Linked DNA regions of Ovis aries: regions 2 and 3 are each linked to region 1. A link is a contact called in public Hi-C data. All regions are on one chromosome and are shown on one strand. Each heading gives the region's core, a stretch centred on a gene start, on an enhancer-like site or on the middle of the called end of the contact. The rest is flanking DNA. Distances are from core to core; before and after follow the strand shown.

What was found. Hi-C and Micro-C count contacts between places; a contact is called where the count stands out from the background.
Region 2: a contact with region 1 is called in a Hi-C map of hypothalamus, with 2.4 times the contacts expected there. The contact joins the enhancer-like site here to the promoter of FUT8 in region 1. A contact is called at or near these places in 7 of 16 Hi-C or Micro-C datasets (blood, hypothalamus, mixed tissues and 3 more).
Region 3: a Hi-C map of hypothalamus shows a contact between it and region 1, with 6 times the contacts expected there. The contact joins the enhancer-like site here to the promoter of FUT8 in region 1. A contact is called at or near these places in 5 of 16 Hi-C or Micro-C datasets (blood, hypothalamus, omental adipose tissue and 2 more).

The regions. Positions count from the first base shown.
Region 1 is chr7:75,575,162-75,579,373 of ARS-UI_Ramb_v3.0, reverse strand. It overlaps FUT8 (fucosyltransferase 8), which reads right to left and starts at 1,778. Exons shown (of 13, transcript XM_042252632.1): 1 at 1,677-1,778.
Region 2 is chr7:75,348,733-75,352,944 of ARS-UI_Ramb_v3.0, reverse strand. No RefSeq gene overlaps it. Among named protein-coding and RNA genes, the nearest start is that of MAX, 54 kb to the right of the region's middle. Within about 2 kb of position 1,709, at least 5 of the 54 cell types and tissues checked have an H3K27ac peak or open chromatin away from gene starts, as enhancers often do. A contact at or near this core is called in hypothalamus, where this site is marked.
Region 3 is chr7:75,400,703-75,404,914 of ARS-UI_Ramb_v3.0, reverse strand. It overlaps LOC121819990 (a long non-coding RNA gene), which reads right to left. Exons shown (of 4, transcript XR_009601268.1): 3 at 2,806-3,025. Among named protein-coding and RNA genes, the nearest start is that of MAX, 110 kb to the right of the region's middle. Within about 2 kb of position 2,509, at least 12 of the 54 cell types and tissues checked have an H3K27ac peak or open chromatin away from gene starts, as enhancers often do. A contact at or near this core is called in hypothalamus, where this site is marked.

The DNA.
Region 1 (4,212 bases), core at 529-3,028:
GCATGCTCCTCCTCACAGTCTGTGACACCAGAGAGCGAGTTGCTGGAGAAAGGGCAGGTGAGAGCAGAGGAGACGAGGAACACCTCCCACCCCTGCCCCCATCTCCTGTCCTCGGTTTCAGCCCCTGCCCTAACCAAGGATGCGCGACGCCGAGGGCAGCAGCCGAGCCGCTCCACGCCCGGCCGAGGCGGCAGGAGTCCCTAGTCCCCTGCCCGCCGCCCCCACCCCCCCGCACCCCCGCGGCCGCGCAAAGGCACCCATCAGAGGGTCCCGGGGGCTCCCTCCCCACTTTCCCCGGAGCCGCTGCATAAGCAGCAGCAGTGGCAGCAAAAGGCCCGGGGGTCTCCTCGGGGGAAAGAGAGCTGCGACGGCCAGCAGGCACCTCCCCGGAGCCTCCTGAGATCCCGCGCTTGCCCACCTCCAGACCCCGGGGCGCGCGGGGCCCGGCTCCCAAACGCCCCCTTACCCGAGGCGGGAGCAGAGGCGGTCTCCGCCGTTCCCCAGCAGCCGCCGCCGCTACAGCCCGCAGCCGCAGCTGCCCCGCGTTGGGGAAGTGGGAGGGGTGGCTGGGTGGAGGATGCTACTCCCTACTGAAGGGAGAGGAAGAAACGGAAACAGGAACCGCCGCCGTCGCTGCTTAACGGAGCCTTCGGCGCCACTGACTGAGGGAAAGCGCGAGGCGGCGCGAGCCAGGCAGTCGCTGACAGCGCGAGACCGAGCACGAGCCGGGTCCCGGGCGCGCGACCCCGAGCAGCGCCGGCCCCATTCCGCGAGGAGAGGAAGGGGACGGGTCGGCCGGGGGGCGGCGAGGGGCGGGGGCCTGGAGCGAGGAGAACCGGGCTACTCGGGTCTACCGGAGATAACACGCGCACGCGCCTGAGCGGCTCTGACCGCGAACGCAGGCGGGGAAGCCTCAGCTAGCGCAAGCGTGCCCGCGCGAATGGGAGCGCGCGCCCCCTCGGCGTCCCAAGCTTCTGGGAGAAGGCGCGCATGCGCTGGCCCCTGCCTCCTACGGCGACCCCCGCCTGTGCCAGGGTTTCTCCCCGCCCCCTTCTCGCCGCGCCCGTGGACCGCGTAGCCGCAGCGTCCGACTGCCGGGCTGAGCCACAGTGGGACGGGAAGACTTCTAGCAGGGGCAGCAGGGTGTGCGCACGGGCGCCGACTCCGACACGAGTGTAGGCCGCCCTCTACCGCTTGAAGGCCAGAGGCTGAAGGAGGCGCGAGCGGAGCCGGGCTTCCCCACTCCCGGGAGCGCCACCTCCGGGGAATGCCGTATTCTCAACCGCCGGGAAACGGATCGGCCCGTGCCAGATCAGCCCGCGGCCCTTAAGTACCACTGGTACTGGAGATATGAAGCAGGCTCCTTGCTACTTTTTAGGAGTGATCGCTGCTGCTCAGCCCCCGTAGCGCAGGTCTGGCCGCTCCGCTGCAGCTTGCAAAGCACGATCATAGAATGGCATCGCACTCCCATGCGAATAGCGAAGCCCGGTTTAATCTTTTGAGAGCTGGTCATTCGCCTGGACAGAAAGACCCCTCCCCCATGAGAGCCTGGGTTCGGTGCCTGGCCTCTCCCCCCGACCCGCGGCTGCAACAACCCCTCCAAGGCGGAAGTTTATTCAGTACGGGAAAGAGAACATGGGGCGGAGGAGGCAGCTTTTCCCTAGGATGCTTCCTACCCGGCTCGGACTCGGGAAAATTCCTGGCGCCCGCGATGCAGAGCAGTGGGCCGAAGAGCTAGCCCAGTCCAGCCCTGTCGGCGAGCTGAGCCGGAGGAGCTGAGCGCGCCGCCCAGGCACACAAAGTAGTCGCGAGCCGAGGCGGGGGGGGCGGGGGGGTGCTACGGAGGCCAATCAGAGACACGAACCGCGTGAGTGGAGTGCGGGTCAGCCAATCGGAGGGCGGGAGGATGAGCTTCCCGTACCGAACTCTTCCCTGTAGCCTCCGGACCCAGATCCCAAGCCTGGGTGCAATACCTTGAGAAAGCGAAATGGTGCCAGTAAAGACAAGAATGACTTCTCTAGACTTGGATATTTTTAAGTACATGCCTTGGGAACCTATCACAGAGCGAAGATCGGCGGCCTTTTAGATGCCAAGTATGAAAGGATCACAGAAAAGAGATTTAAGAGGCTGCCAAGACTGCAATCTGCCTAATAATAAATTTACAATACTTGTTGACACCTTTTTAGAGTCCAGAAACTGTACTACAGAAATACAAATAAGATTCTGCTAATTCAAAAATAAAAAAAGTTCCCTGCCCTCAAGAAGTTGAGTTTCCTCTGAAAGAGGTTTGCTGGACCTTGCGATTGGTTTTTATCATCAGCCCTTTAAAGAAAAAGCTCTCAGTGAAGTGGTAGTTTCCAGTCATTTTTATGATTGTCTCCCTGTAAGAAGAGAAATTTGAGAAAAAAGTAGAGTGACTGATCTAAGGTTACACAAAAATATATACTGGCAGAGCCAGAACTATATTCTAGCTTAGCGTTTATATTCCATCATTCATCCATCATTTATCCTATGCGTGGTTGCTATCGCTCACTGCAGAGGTTTCTGCGCTAAGTTAATAAACTGAACAAAAGTCTGCTATAATGGCTACATACCTCAGTTGGAATTGAACAGAAATTTTAGATTTATGCCATAGTAAGATAGATTAAAGGCCAAAGTTTTAACAGTCAAACTCTAGGTACTTTTTAGAAGTCAGAGGCGAGGTCGATATCTGCTTTCTTACTTTAAACAGTACTTTTTAACAATACTTTAGCAAGCATGTTTAACTTTAAGATCTCCAGTTTCAAAGCTTTCCTTTACATTTGCCTCAAAATTCCTGGGTTTTTTAATATTGCCTTCATTTTTCCTTTCCAAAAGCCTAGGAAGTGAAATATTTATATTCTCTACCTCTTTCTGCTCAAAAAAAAAAAAGAAAAGAAATCTGTCCAAAGAATGTTTGTCTGGAATTTCTTGCACATTTATAGGCTGGTTCTTGTCTTCTTGTTGTTTAGTGGCTAAATCATGTCCAACTCTTTTGTAACCCCATGGATTATAGCCCACCAGGCCCACTAGGCTCCTCTTTTCACGGCATTTCCCAGGGAAGAATACTGGAGTGGGTTGCCATTTCCTTCTCCAGGGGATCTTCCCCACCCAGGGACTGAACCCACCTCTTCGGAAGCCCAAACCAGATAATTTGCTGTCTGTAAAATAAATATACTCAGAAACTAGTCCTTTAACAATTTGGATTACATTCTGTTGAGTCAATGTACATCTCAGTCACTGACAGAACACAGCCCTTTCCAGGACATGTCCAGCATTTAGTGGCCACCATATCAGTTAAACAACTGATTTTTGAGAACCAATCTTTACACATTAAGGTCTGGGCCAATAATGAATTTCAAGAAAATTCCCAACAGTTGCAGCTTTTAAAAAACACATTTCATTTACTGTTACAAAAGAGGTTACTACTGAAACTCTGCCTTCTTGCTGGGTTAAATTTCTGACAGGAAAAAAAATCCCCAAAAGATTCTAAACATCTCTGGCTACCAAAGACATCTCTGTCAAAGGCTGATTTCTCCAGAAGCTCCAGTCTCCCTCTATGCTTCTGGACCCTCCATCTCTTCTTACTCCATCTGCCTCTCATCATGCCTGGTGTCTGATATTTGCTCGAGCAGGTAGAATTGCTCCACAACCCCCACGGCTCTGTCACCAGCGAGGCGTTAGGCCTATCTTTGCTTATCTGAAAACTTACAGGCAAGTTCTGCTCAACAAAACACTGTACAGAACATTCTTTATGAGATGTTTTACTAAGAACTAATAGAACCTTGTCCATACTTTATATTCTTTTTCACAGCCTAGATAAAATTCTTTCATCAACCAGAACTTGTGGGGTCTTGCAGGTGGGGTGAAGTGGAGTCAACCATTAGACAATAGAAAAGATCAAAATGAAAGTTAGTGAGTACATGAGAAGCTATTGTATCACAAAATTAGCTAGATCAAAGTTAATGAGCTTGAATACCATCACATTTCCAAAATCCTGAACTTTCATGTAGGAGCTAGTTTGAAATTGACTACCATTTCATCAATGGCAATAATAAAAATAATAGACAAGTTATAATATTGCTGAGTGCCAGGTCCCATGATAAACTGTTTATCTCCATTATTTAACTTTAAAATCATCCCTTTGAGGTGGGCCCCTTATTACAGTGGTGGGAGGGATCAGAGAGAAAGGTT
Region 2 (4,212 bases), core at 460-2,959, 230 kb after region 1:
GAGGCATGATACTGATTTGTCCCTTTTGATGCTAACTTGGACGGTTTGTTTCAGGTGGGGTCTTGTCAAGCCTCTCCACTGCAAAGTTACTATATTTATTTGTGAAATCAATACATATTTTATGAGAAGGAACTTTGAGATTGTATAAAAATACTGCTTTTCATCAAATTTTTACCCACTGGCTTATACCTCCACTGATAGCTCTTGCCTGAACCAATTACTACTATGAAGGTTGCCAAATGGCAATTTGACCAGTGGGAGCAACTTCCAGCTCTCTCCTTTGTCCTTTTGACATGTCCAGGCAGGGCTATTTTTGAGAGAGGATGTTCCAGAACTTGTCCAGAATATTCCTCCAAACTATGAAAATTTCAATATCAATCAGGAATCTCGTTTTTAACATTATGACAAAATAAACATTATGTACCAATGAATTTTAGAGTGCCAATGGAATAGCAAAATGCTTATTAAAGTGCATTGTATTTTCTCTCTCTGTACCAGACTCATGGTCAAAGCTTGACTCCTCCCATCTCCCAGCTAGTCCACGTCACAGTGGACCTACTAAGGAAATAGCAGAGGAGAGAGAAGAGGCAGGGAAGTGGGGGAAAGAGAACGGCGGGCGGAGAGGCGAAGGAAAGGAAAAGAGAAGGAATGAGGTGGACTCCTCCCCTCCTCCATTCAGACCAGCCTAGTACCAACAGCCTCTTCACGTGCCCATACACACTGACTCCTCCAGGAAGTTAGCCCTCTGCTGCCACGGGGATTCGTGTTGGCAGGATGCAGGATATTTTGTCAGAGGTTAGAAACAGTCACCCTCATCTTACAAAAGGCACTGGAAGACAATCTGGGTTGCAATGGAAGGAACTCAGGTTCCTTCACTACAGAAATACATTGGAAGGGATGGAGGGGAGAAAACACCGGATCAGTGATGTCCCCATCTCTCTCCTCACTGGGTCTCCCACCACAGGCTGGAGGTGCTTCTGGCAGAACTGAGTGCTGGGGGAAGCCAGCGATAAATCAGCTCTGTCTTTACTAGCCGGGGGTTGCTATGGCAATAGGAATACACTGTAGGGTTTAAGAGATGTAATTTTCTGTGATTCACTGTATATTTTTAGCATTTATCTTCCTGTATTATCTCCCTGTGGCAATTGCCTATTAATGCTGGTCCACACCAAGACTGGACTAAATGGTCCCTTCTCAGAAGTGATGAAAGTCCTGGAGACCAGTAAGTACCAGGGGGTTATAGCCCTTAGACCAAGGGAAACCAGACTGGTTAAGGAGCTGGGTTAACAGGCATGGGTCATGCTACGTCTAAGGAAGAATCATGGAGAACAAAAGATCCCAGAAATGCAGCGCTGGGTTGCTTGGAATGGGAAACTGAGTCGCAGTACTCGCAGGTGCCTGCAAGGTGTCAAGGGCAAACCTTGGAACAAAAGCCCTGAGGAGGGAAGCTAGGACCCTAGGGAAGCTAGCAAGTTCTGGACACGGAACTATAAAAGCATACCAATCTTCTGTCAGACTAACTCAAGTCTTACTACTGCGTGTCAATCTTTTCTTCTCTCCTTCCTTTAACATTCTCACTTTCTCACCAAAAGCTATGGAGGAGGGACTGAGAGGAGCTGGAAAACTTCACTGGTCTACTTGGCTATCTGTTAATAGTTATATGAGGAGTCTTTTCATTTCAGGCAACAGAAAATCCAACCTAAACTGTTGAAGCAGAACGAGAACGGACTGTCTCTATAACCGAAAAGTCCTGGGCATTGAGCTAGCTCCAGGCACAGCTGTCCTCGTGGAGCCAGATGACATCATCAACATCTGGGCTCTCGGTCACACCAAGTTCTTCTGATGTTTTGGTGTTTGGGCTGTAATAACATAAAACTCAGCTAATAGAGCCTTCAAGGAAGTGTGGTTTGTTTTTCTTGTATGAGAAATCTGGAGATAGGTTTATTTTTCTCATCTAGTAAGTAGCCCAGAATAGGCATAAATGACATCACCAAGCAGCAGTTCAGTAATATCATCAAGAACTCAGCCTCTTTCTTCATTTCTGTTCCACCATCTTTAGAGTCATAGGAGGACAATTCCAGTTCCACGTATTCAAGGCAGAAAGAAGAGACTGCACCTAATTCTTTTATCCAGAGAACAGCCTGGTCAGGAAACGCCTCTGCTCTTGGGCTTCCGATCAGCCTGGCCAAGACTTTCTTGAGCTGAGCTCCAGTCTAAGGTTCTTTCGACCCAAATCCTCTTTCCTGCCCTCTCTCCTTCGGCAAGTCTCAGGCCTGCCTTGTTGCCTGAAGGCTCTTCTCACCAACCTCTGCTCCTCTGCCCTTTATTCTCCAAAGGTGTCCTTCCAGGACTTCCCTGATGGTGCAGTGGTTAAGACTCCATGCTCCCAATGCAGGCGGTCCACACTCACTCCCTGGTCAGGGAACTAGATCCCACACGCTGCGCCTAAGAGCCAGCACAGCAAAATAAATAAATCAATGTTTGTTTGTTTGTTTTTAAAAAAAAGGTGTCCATCCTGGTGTCTGTTTCTCAAAGGACCCAAAATGACATGCTTCTTGTGCCTGCTTTAACTCACTGTCCGGACTGTACTACAGGTATGCATATTTCCAAAGATTCTTGAGTGTTAAGAAACAAGCAAGCAATGAAAAGAATAATTCAAAGTTAGGAGTGGGGCAGATCAAATGTAGAACAATGAAGGAGGCTCTTGGCCTGACACTCAAAAAGTGAAGCCTCCTTCTCTGAGCAAGTTTCTGAATAGAAGGAAGACAACAGTCACTGATGGTCTTAAAGAAAACTACTGCATTGCCTGTATTGGAGGTGAGTAGGAGTCTGAAACTTGCCAGGAGTCACACTGCAGGGCTGCAGATAGATCCTAGTCATTCTAATTTTCATCCAGAAACTTTCAACACTACTTAAGCGAAGAATTGATTCTTTATAGAAAGAGCAAAGACTGCTACTTAACTCAGCCCAAGGGAGAAAGTAATCAATTAGGCGAAATACACCCGCTTTTGACAAGGCTCTCCAAAGGATTGGTCATGGGATTAACCTTGCTACCCCCAGGAGCATGCACCACAACCACCCCAGCCCACCCCCCTCACCCACTACCTTAAGCCTTATCCAGTGATTGCTAACTGGTAGTACAGGTGGATGCAGCCCACAAACATGTTTGACTTTGTTCCCACAGTGTTTTCTTTTGTGTTGCTTTTTATAAAACTTAATTCATGTCTGTCGGATGGCATCATCGACTCAATGGACATGAGTCTGAGCAAACTTTGAGAGATAGTAAAGGACAGGGAATCCTGGCAGGCTGCAGTTCATGGGGTCACAAAGAGTCCGACACAACTTAGCAACTGAACAACAACATTAGTTGACAAGATTCATCAATTGGGATATTTCACATAAAAATCTGGAGTCCTTGCTTCTCTTGAAAAATCAGATGATCTGGTTATACTCATTCTGCACATCTATTGCTGCGTCAGACAGTGCCGGAATCCCCACTGTTTCTATCTTATTGCACCCTGTTGGCCCTGAAGTCTTTTGAGCTTATGGTGCAAGGGTTAAACTGCTCAGGACAGGAAACCTCCTTGATTTTGAGCACTCAGGTTCAGATCATGAGGCCTAGAGAGCACTGGGCTGAATTTAGCTGTGAGTTCCTTAAGAAAAATGAGTTACTAAGCAAATTAATAGGTAATAAACTACTTATTACCTGCAAAACAGCCTAAGGGCTTTATAAGTCTCCTCCCATTTCACACCAAGCTTGATTTTCACACCAAGTCAAGCCCCAGAGTTATCCCCAAGCACAGGAAAACTTCATGACCTGTCCAAAGTCAGAGAGTCCATAAGCAACACAGTCTGAATGGGAAGCCCAGACGCTGACTTCAGAGCCCACGCATGTATCCACTACCCTGATGCTTCCCCCTGCATCACAGGGCTGCCCGTGAGGATTATACAAATAGTGTAGGCCAGGTGCTTTTTGTAAGCTGTAAAGTGCCAGAATAATGTTCACAATTATCTATCACTTGATCACTGCAATTTTTTTTTTTCAGAATTGATGTTTCACCTAAAATTCACCCAATCAGTTGGGCCCCTTTCTGTTCCTTTCAAATTAATGATTTTTCTTTTAAAGAGAATCAGAAGGAGCTATAGGTCAGACATCATTAGTCCTATAGTGCCCTCTGCTGACCACAGTCAGGAAAATTGTGAAATTCTAAC
Region 3 (4,212 bases), core at 1,260-3,759, 180 kb after region 1:
CCTCTGCCTTCTAGTTTACAGAATACTTTTGCACATGTGATCTCATTTAATCCTCACAGTAAGCAGTGAGGTAGGTGATAGTCCTCCGAAGCAATCCCAGAGTTGTCAATCCTCCTACCAGGGATTAGAAACAGGTTAGTGGTTTCAGCCGACAGACAATTCCGAGACCCTGACGCAAGTTTCATAGCATCTCTTCTCTACCTGAATAGTCCCCACTGGACCTAAAAGGTCCGCTCTCCTGAGGCTTGAAAACTCTAAGAATATTGATGATTTGAAAATAATAAGGCAACCCCGTTGCTCTATTCATTTTTCTGAGTACATATATAATAAGATGTTAGAAATTTTGAAGGCAGTAGAGCTCACATTCCAAGGAGAGGTTCAGACAACGGTTCAGGCTTTGGAAGAGAGGAAGCCAGAGAAAACCAGTTTACTATCGTACCCCTCATTCATAGTGACAAAACAGCCAGGAGCTTGGAAATGAAAAAAGAGGGTTTCTGGGCAAAGTTGTTGCTGTATTGTGAGTCTAGTCCCATCCCTGGTGGGGAGAAGGAAGTATAGGGCCCTTGTCACAAGCCTAGAAAAATAGGAATCAGCTTGTCCACTGAGAGAGTGTAATATGTGTTCCTCGAAGCTTAGGGGACCCTGTGCACAGGTACAGAAAATCTAAAGGACAAGTGATGGGCTGACTATGGCTTTGATTGCGGAGTAGAGGGAAGGTCAAGGGGAGGAAGCTATGTCAGCTTGGGCTTCAAACCTAGCTTTCTGTACTCAGCCTTGTGATCTAGAGCTGCTGCTGCTGCTGCTGCTAAGTCACTTCAGTTGTGTCCGACTCTGTGCAACCCCATAAACGGCAGCCCACCAGGCTCCCCTGTCCCTGGGATTCTCCAGGCAAGAACACTGAAATGGGTTGCCATTTCCTTCTCCAAGGCATGAAAGTGAAAATTCAAAGTGAAGTTGCTCAGTCTTGCCCGACTCATTGCAACCCCATGGACTGCAGCCCACCAGGCTCCTCCATGCTGGGACTCTGCAAATCAGATTTCACCTTTGCCAACTGGCTCCAGATTCAGTCTTCCAATGGGAGACCCGAGAGGGAGACAGCATGGCTGGAGGAGTAAGGAGGGGCTTGTTCCTTCCTGCGTGGGTTTCCTGTTCCTATCCATGTTAGCCTAGTCTCCCCACTTCACCCTGGCAGTGAAGGCATATCTTGTAGCAAAATGGGTACGCAGTTTTTATGCAGGAGTGTATGCAGTTCGCCATTTCCCCAACACTTACAGCCTCGTCACACTCCCCTCTCCCGGGAGACACCGGGTTCCCACACCCTTCCTCCCCCACTCTCCCCTCCCAAACCACCTGGACCCCTCTGTAGCTCAGAGATTCCAGCTCAGCTGAGCAGAACCTCCTCCTCAACATCTGATTTCAGGTTTCTAAGTTTTAACACTTCCCACCTCTCCCCACACCTGGTCCTAGGGGTGGGGGCTGCTCCTGCAGTTGCTGACCCTGTGATACCTTAGTGCACTCTTTTTGCCTTTTCTGTTACCTAGATAACAACTTTACACTTAGTTCCAATCATTAGATGACCCTCTCTGTTTAAATAACTGATGTTTCTGTCTCTTTGCCAATCCCTGATGCCCCTCTCAATGACAGCTGGAGAACTGGAGTATCTCAGGGGACAGAGTGGGGTAAAGAGTCCACAAGGCCTCTGGGGAGAAAGGCTGGAAGATTTTCAGAGTAGTTCCTCTTTCTGAATCATGGAGCTCTGTGAAAGACTGATGAAAACAATGCGCTTTCTTCTCTAGAAACTGTAAGTATCTGTCAACACACCCCCCACCTCCAACCCTCACACACGATCCCACACCCAGTTGCAGGGGTTGTGTGTGCTTGTGTGTGTGTGTGCTTGTGTGTGTGCGTGCTGAGTCATTTCGGTTGTGTCTCTTTGCGACTCCATGGACTGTAGCCCACCAGGATCCTCTGTCCATGGGATTCTCCAGGCAAGAATACTGGAGTGGGTGGCCATTTCCTCTCCAGGGGGTCTTCCCAACCCAGAGATGGAACCTGGGTCTCCTGCATTGTAGGCAGGTTCTTTACCACTAGCGCCCCTTTATAGGGGTTGTGTGGTAGTTGCTCAGTTGTATACGACTCAGAGTGACCCCATGTGGACCCCAAATCTCAGGTTCATAATTCCTGCGGTAGAATGCTGGCCAGGTTGAGTCTCTCTCATGGAGAAAATCTGGTTGGCTCTCAGAGGCTGTTGCCTCAGAAAAGTCAAACAAAAGGACCGTCAGTACTGGGTTGCCAAGGAGCTGTCCTAGATTTTCAAACTCCCTGAATTTGAGATAAATATCCCGACTGTGAACCTGCCAACCATCCCAGATCTGTAGTTCTTTTGCATCTGAAGCTTTAAAACTGTATCTTTTTCAGTAGCAATTATTTTACTTATGGGGGTTTAGCCAACAAGAATGGAGCATTCTGAGGCAGAGCCTTGTTTAGGGGCTCTCCTCCCTGAAGGCCCTGCCTGGCTGACCCAGCCAGGCCCCAGTAGCTCTGCGCCCTTCAGTGGCCTGCTACTGTGGAGACCTCCTGGAGAGAAAGGCGAGTCGCCACCTCCTGGGCAGCTCTATTATTGCATGTCAAGTTTGCGGAAAGCAATTGTTCACTCAGCTGTGTCTGGCTCTTTGGGACCCCATGGACCGTAGCAGGTCAGGCTTCCCTGTCCTTCACTGTCTCCCAGAGTTTGCTCAAACTATGTCTGTTGAGACGGTGATGCCATCCAACCATCTCGTCCTCTGTCGCCCCTTCTCCTTTTACCTTCAATTTTTGCCAGCATCAGGGTCTTTTCCAACGAGTTGCCTCTTGGTATCTGGTAGCCAAAGTATTGGAGCTTCAGCTTCAGCATCAGTCCTTCCAATGAATATTCACAGTTGATTTCCTTTAAGATTGACTGGTTTGATCTTTTTGCTGTCCAAGAGACTCTCAAGAATCTTTTCCAGCACCACAGTTCAAAAGCATTAATTCTTTGGCACTCAGCCTTAAAAAGAAATTGGTGGTGTTAAATTTCTAAGGACAACAACTTCCCTTTTACTGTGAGTTGGTTATCTGGATATGTTTTATAGATAATTATGTCCTAGGCCATTAAAGGGGAGAACACAGAGACTGAGAAAAATTACTACCTTTGAGCCTCAGTTTTTCGTCTCTAAGACAAGGCTGGCTGTTATCTTAATGCTCAGAAGCCTGTCACTAGTTTTTCCTTTCTCCATTAAACTGCCTTGTTGAGCTTTCCACATTAGAAGGCAGTACCTCAGAGTGGAATAAAATTCTTCCCCACATCACTGACACAATTAGATAGCTACTACATACCCCTGCAAATCTTTCTTATGTATATTGCTTATTAGTTGAATGTTATCTTTTAAGCTATCTAGACATTGCTCCAGATATAGACTGATTTTTTTTCTCTATTGATTAAGAAAGTCTCTTTTGTTTCATAAATTCATTCATTCTGCAAAATGATGCATACATTGACCACATTTTTAGTGAGTGAGCACTGTTTTCCAGGCATTAGAGATGCAGCCGCAGACAGACACAACCCTCTCCCTTGTGGAGATTCTCATCTAATGCAGGAGACAGACAACAAATACAACATATGAAATATGTAGTGTGTCAACTGAAAAAGGATGTGGGTTAAGAGCAGTTATTTTTTTTGCTTTTTTTTTAAGTAGGAGAAATTATAGTGTGTTTTGTCTGTTGATGGGAATGATCCTAATAAGGGATGATGATGATAGCGAGGAGTGTTAGTGGCACAATGCCCTTGAGAAGGTGAGAGGGGATGGGATCCGGTGCAGAAGTGGAAAGGATGTATCAAAAACTGATTGAGCCCCCGTCAGGTGTCAGAACTTGGACCGGTGCTAGAGACAACAGCAAAGAAAACAGACTTCCTGGAGAATTCGTCCCAGCCTTCCTGGAGATTTCATTCTAATTAGGGCAATGGACAATAAAAAGGCAAACAAATGAATGGATCCGTGGTACCCATGGAGTGGGTGAGTGCCATCTGACGTAAGCACAGTGGTCGTGGAGGTCCCCTTTGAGGCGTGAGAGTTGAGCTAAGCCCTAAAGCATGATAGGGGCTTCCCTGGAGGCTCGGTGGTAAAGAATCCTCCTCTAATGGGGGAGACATGGGTTTGATCCCTAGGTCAGGAAGATACCCTGGAAAAGCAAATG